Linked DNA regions of Sus scrofa: region 2 is linked to region 1. Evidence: chromatin contacts called from public promoter capture Hi-C data. All regions are on one chromosome and are shown on one strand. Each heading gives the region's core, a stretch centred on a gene start, on an enhancer-like site or on the middle of the called end of the contact. The rest is flanking DNA. Distances are from core to core; before and after follow the strand shown.

The links. Promoter capture Hi-C pulls out the DNA fragments that hold promoters and counts their contacts.
Region 2: a contact with region 1 is called in a promoter capture Hi-C map of fetal liver, with 4 times the contacts expected there. The contact joins the promoter of DUSP2 here to the promoter of NEURL3 in region 1. A contact is called at or near these places in 2 of 5 promoter capture datasets (fetal liver and liver), 9 of 47 Hi-C or Micro-C datasets (alveolar macrophages, embryonic fibroblasts, fetal skeletal muscle and 6 more) and 1 of 2 datasets of contacts at active chromatin or transcription factors (alveolar macrophages).

Annotation. Positions count from the first base shown.
Region 1 is chr3:46,740,298-46,743,096 of Sscrofa11.1, forward strand. It overlaps NEURL3 (E3 ubiquitin-protein ligase NEURL3), which reads left to right and starts at 1,339. Exons shown (of 4, transcript XM_003124839.5): 1 at 1,339-2,769. The coding sequence starts at 2,742.
Region 2 is chr3:47,051,113-47,053,911 of Sscrofa11.1, forward strand. It overlaps DUSP2 (dual specificity protein phosphatase 2), which reads left to right and starts at 1,331. Exons shown (of 4, transcript XM_021087101.1): 1 at 1,331-1,829; 2 at 1,927-2,039; 3 at 2,463-2,682. The coding sequence starts at 1,442.

The DNA of each region.
Region 1 (2,799 bases), core at 89-2,588:
TTGCTGCCAAGCGCGGGGGTGGCCTGGAGGGGAGGGAAGGGCTCAGTCTTCATCCTGAGGTGGCAACCAGTCAGCCACTATCCATAAAGCCCCCACTAGTGTCAGTCGAATGGGGAAGATGTTAGTGGCAGCTAAACGTCCCAAGGGGCCATCGGTGGCCTGAGTGAGGATGGTGGGGGACGCACAGCCTGGCACTTAAGGCATCACCTCTGAAGCCAGCCTGCCTGGGCACGCCCTGGTCTGTCACTTACTGCCTTGTGATTGTGAATAAATTGCTCACCCCTTTGTGCCCCAGTTTCCCCATTTGTAAAATGATAATTATTACAATACATAGAACTTTTCAAGAAGTTCCTGCAAGGATTAGCAAGTTAATGCGGCACTGGACTTAGCAGTGTTTGTTGAATCAATAGACATGGGAGTTGTGTGACGGGGGTGGGGGGTGGGGTGGCCTGGGCACCCCCATCCCCTGGATGTCAGTCCTGAGGCAGTATTTCAGTTCTCAGGACACCCACCCAGCTGAGGTCCTAAAGATGAGACCATACCACCCCAGCCTGCTGACACTGGGCAGCCTGATGTCCAGAACTTGTGCAGTAATTTTCCAGATGGGCTGAGGCTCAAGGCCTGACTTCCCTGATAAGATTCCATAATTATCTCTTTTATAGGAATGTGGTTTATCAACAAGGTGCTCTTGCTCCAACCCACCCAAGGCAGGCAGCCAGCCATACGGGGTTGGGGGGGGAGGTAGGGAAGGCAGGCTCTCTGGCTCCAGCACTGCCCAGAGATAAGGGGATGCCCCTAGCCCTGGTCCCATAGGCTGGGCCAGCCGGAAGCACCAACCGTGGACTTACTGTGATTGCTGTTGACTTCTCAACAGTTTGCCTTTGACCTTTGGGAGACTGTTTCTGGAGAGCCTGGCAGGGGGCTCGGTGTTCAAGAGAAGGTCACTGGACCTTCAGCAACATCTTCTGAAGTCAACTGGGAAGCAGCTGTCCCTTCTCTGTCAACACGACCACAGTCTTGGCCCATTGGGACTGGAAGGGGCCCACAGAGCAGCTCATCCTGGTTTTCTGTTTTCTCTCTCTCTTTAGGGCTGCACTTGCAGCATGTGGAAGTTCCCAGGCTAGGAGCTGAATCAGAGCTGCAGCTGCTGGCCTATACCACAGCCATAACAACACAGGATCCAAGCCACGTCTGCAACCTATACCACAACTCACGGCAACACCAGATCCTTAACCCCCTGATTGAGGCCAGAGGTGAAACCTGAATCCTCATCGATACTAGTCGGGTTTGTTACTGCTAAGCCACAATGGGAACTCCCTCTTTTCCTGTTTTACTCATGAGGACACCAGAGCCCAGGGAGGGTAAAGGAGGACAAATTAACACCAGGGGCAGAACTCTAGCTTCCCCCATCCTTCCCCCTACCTCAGCCAAACTTCTCAGCCCAGGCAATAGCACCACTGTCCCCAGCAACTCCAGGGCTATGCATGGAGCACATCTACCTTGTTAAAGCCAGTTCAGAGTAGTCAGTGGTCAGGCCTTGATCTGGGGCCTTGGGAAGGCCTTAGCCTGGAGGTCAAGGGCCAGGGTACCTGTAAGCCTCCAAACTAACTTTTAGGGCTTATCATCTAAAGTTGGGTTCACAGATCCACCTTGTTAGAAAAGCAGAATCCAGAGGTTCCACTGTGGCTCACGGGGTTAAGAACACAGTGTGTTCTCTGTGAGGATGCAGGTTCCATCCTGGACCTCACTCAGTGGGTTAAGGATCTGGCGTTGCAGTGAGCTGTGTTGTAGGTCGCAGATGCAGCTCAGATCAGGTGTTTCTGTGGCTGTGGCCTCAGCTGCACCTCCAATTTGAGCCCTCAACTGGGAACTTCCATGAAAAGCAGAATCCCAGATGCCCCTTTTGAATCAATCTGCATCTTAATAAGGTGCCTGGAGGTAGGTTCCCATGCATGTGGCAATGCGAGAAGTGCTAGGTTAGAGCTAGTGATTAGGGCCACTCTCCTGTCACCAGCCTCAGTTTCTCTAAGGGAAACTCTCTGACCTCTTTGCCATGACCTCCTGCGGGACGCTGCGATTCTGGGAAGAGGACTTCCAGCTCCAGCTAGGCTGGGGAGCAGTCCACCCCTCTCCCATTTTGTCTGCTTGGCCCTCCTCCTCTGCCAGAGACCCAGGCTTGGGGAAGCGTCCCAGATCCTGGGATGCAGCTAATTCAATTCGATCCCCTTCAGCAACAGTGTGGCTCCTGTGTGCTGGGGTCAATTGCAGTGAATCCCTACACTGGACATTAGAATCCTCTGGGGTGCTTTTAGAAAATATTGATGCTGGCCCCACCCCAGGCCACTGGGATCTCTGGGGGCAGGGGCAGAGGTCTGGGGGCAATTGAGGTCTCGGGGGGCAGGTCTGGGTACAGGTACTTATGATAATGCCCCAGCAGTGATAATGCAAATCTGGGTTGAGAACAATGGCTCAGAAGGAAGAGAGAAGTCTACCGCCAGATCCTTTGCAGGCCATCTGCTCAGTCCCCACTTCCTCCGGGACAGCCAGCTGCAGCAGGCCTGTTGCAAGGCAAAAGTCATCAGGAAATTCCCTGGATATTGTAACCCGTGATTGCAGCCTCTAATTAATCATCAACACTGTAATATGATCCTGGTTTGACAAGGGGACCTGCTGAATCTTTGGAAACCTGTCCACTTGGCCTTCTCCAGACCCAGGGACCTGTGCCCAAGGACCCCAGGCTGATGGGGGCCCAGATCTGCTCCCAGGCTGGTAAGTGGGAGCCCCGAGGTTGGTCCCTGG
Region 2 (2,799 bases), core at 81-2,580, 310 kb after region 1:
TTCTTTTTTCTTTTTAGGGGCGCACCTGTAGTGTATGCCAGTTCCCAGGCTAGGAGTCAAATGGGAGCTGCTGCTGCTTATGGATACTAGTTGGGTCTCCAGGAGGGCCTTAGGCCCCAGGGTAATGACTGGAGGGAGGGAGAGGGGCCTAGGGGTTTGGGTTCTGAAATCCCATGCAGCTAGATGGGGGTGGGGGCGCTCCCACTCCAGGGTACTGTCCCCACAGACCTGAATGTCTCTGCTTCAGAGTTCAACTGCCAACATCTCTAGCCCCAGCCCAGGGGCCCAGACCCCCACGCACACCTGGGACTCACCACATCCGCCTCAGGGGTGGGGGCGGGCTGAAGGGATGTGGATTCCCTTGCTCCCCCAGTCTTACTGCTCATCTCCAGGCTTGGGTCCCTGCGTCCAGGGCCCCTGCTGCAGGTCTAGGTGGGGCTGAGTGGGAGTGGCGGGGGAGGGCGGGGGAGGCAGATTCTGGTAGTTCTTCTCTCTCTTTCCCTTGGTGAGGCTCCTGAAATTCCCACAAGGCCTCAGGGAGAGCCCAGCAGCGTCAGCAGAGTTCCCCTTCAGAGCTGGCCTGTGACTTGGGGAAGTGCTTCACCCTTGGCCCCTGGAGTTTCCCTGGGCTTCAGAGGAGGAAGCCTTGCTCTACCAACTGGAAAGTCGTCACAGGCTCCCCTGCCCGCTCCAGGCCAAGGCCCTGGGGGTCCTCTTCATGCCATGCCAGGGTCTTGGGCTCAGAGGACAACGTTCTGGCCTAGCTTGGCCACTGAGCAGCTGCAAAACCCCTGGCTGGTCTCAGCCAGGAAATGGGGGGTGGGGGAATAGAGTCCCTCCCTACCAGGGTCTTTTAAGCAGAAGAGAAGAGGCACATCAAGACATGGTTCCCCATCCAGCAGTGTGGAAACCACCCGTGGCAACAGACAGATGTAAACTTTTGTTGTCACAGATTCCCAGGAGAAGGTAAATCCTGGGAGGGAGGAGGGAGAAGGGAGAGGAAGCGAAGCGAGGGGCACCACGGCCCCCTGAGGAGGGGGATGTGCATCTGAGAAGTCGAGAAGTCAGGTCAGAGGGTTAGGGCGCTCAGGAAGAGCCCTGGGGCGCCTAGGTGGGAAGGGGGCGTCTGGGGAAACACCCTCCGTGCTGGTCCCGGGCTTCCTCTCCCACCGCAGCGCCCCGCCCCCGTCCCAGTCCCCCAGCCCGCTCCAATCCTGGGCCCGCCCAGGCTGCACCCCGCGTGAGACGGCGGGGGCGGCGCGGGCGCCTTCCTGCTCTGCCCTTGTATGGTGACCCGGGAGGCCGGCCCACAGCTACTTAAGCCAGGGCACTGCAGTCAGAGCCCGGAACAGACGGTTCAGGCAGCGCGGCCGCCGCGAGAGCCCGGAGCGCGCACGGGGAGGGAGGAAGGAGAAGAGAGGGAGGAGGGGAGACGGACAACATGGGGCTGGAGGCGGCGCGCGAGCTGGACTGCGCGGCGCTGGGCGCGCTCCTGCGGGAGCCGCGGGAGGCCGAGCGCACGCTGCTGCTCGATTGCCGCCCCTTCTTGGCCTTCTGTCGCCGCCACGTGCGCACCGCACGGCCGGTGCCCTGGAACGCGCTGCTGCGGCGCCGCGCGAGCGGCTCGCCCGCCTCCGCCCTCGCCTGCCTGCTGCCCGACCGCGCGCTGCGGGCGCGCCTGGCCCGCGGGGAGCTGGCGCGGGCCGTGGTGCTGGATGAAGGCAGCGCCTCGGTGGCCGAGCTCCCGCCCGACGGTCCAGCCCACGCTCTGCTCGCCGCGCTCCTGCACGAGACCCGCGCCGGGCCCACCCTTGTGTACTTCCTGCCAGGTGAGTGCCGGCCGGCCAGCGTTCCCCGCCCTCGGCTGCCGCGTCCCCGAACCCCGACGGGCCCTCCCGGCTAACCGTGTCCTGATCCAACTTGCAGGAGGCTTCGATGGCTTCCAGGCCTGCTGCCCCGATCTGTGCTCTGAGTCCCCCGCCCTGCCAATGCTGCCCGAAAACAGCCGCCCCGACCCCAGGGCTCCCTTGTATGACCAGGTGAGTTGAGATCGGGGTTCCTTGTCAATGTCCCGCTGACCCCAAGGGTAGGCGCCTCTGGGGAAAGAGTCTGCCATTTGTGGGAGCAGGAGTTTGTCTATGCCCACAGTCACCTGTGTATGTGTGTCCTCACCCCTAAAGGGGAGAACACCTTTGTGTATGCCTTACTTGCTCGTGAGCATCTCGGAGAGTCTGTGTCTGTCCTATGAGCAGCGTAATTTGGGGGCTTGGGGGGAAATGTCTGTCTGTGAGTGTATATCTCTGCGTGTCCCCATGTCTGATTCCCGGTTAGGACTGGCTAAGGGTTTCTCTTCCCTGGCCGGTTTGCCACGGTGTCTATGCCCAACAACCACCCACCGCGGTGCTCCAGCCCTCTAGGCCAGAGCTGAGTTCTCACCGCTGCCTCTGCCTCTTCTTCTCCAGGGTGGCCCTGTGGAGATCTTGCCCTACCTGTTCCTGGGCAGCTGCAGCCACTCATCTGACCTGCAGGGGCTGCAGGCCTGTGGCATCACTGCGGTCCTCAATGTCTCGGCCAGCTGCCCCAACCACTTTGAGGGCCTGCTGCGCTACAAAAGCATCCCTGTGGAGGACAACCAGATGGTGGAGATCAGTGCCTGGTTCCAGGAGGCTATCGGCTTCATTGGTAAGAGGCAGGCCTTGGCGTGGGACCTAGCGGGGCTCCAGGGGCAGGAGCTGGGGCACCTGTCTCTTGCCCAGCCCACCTTCCTGTCTGACGCCCCTCTCTCCCATTTCCTTTGCA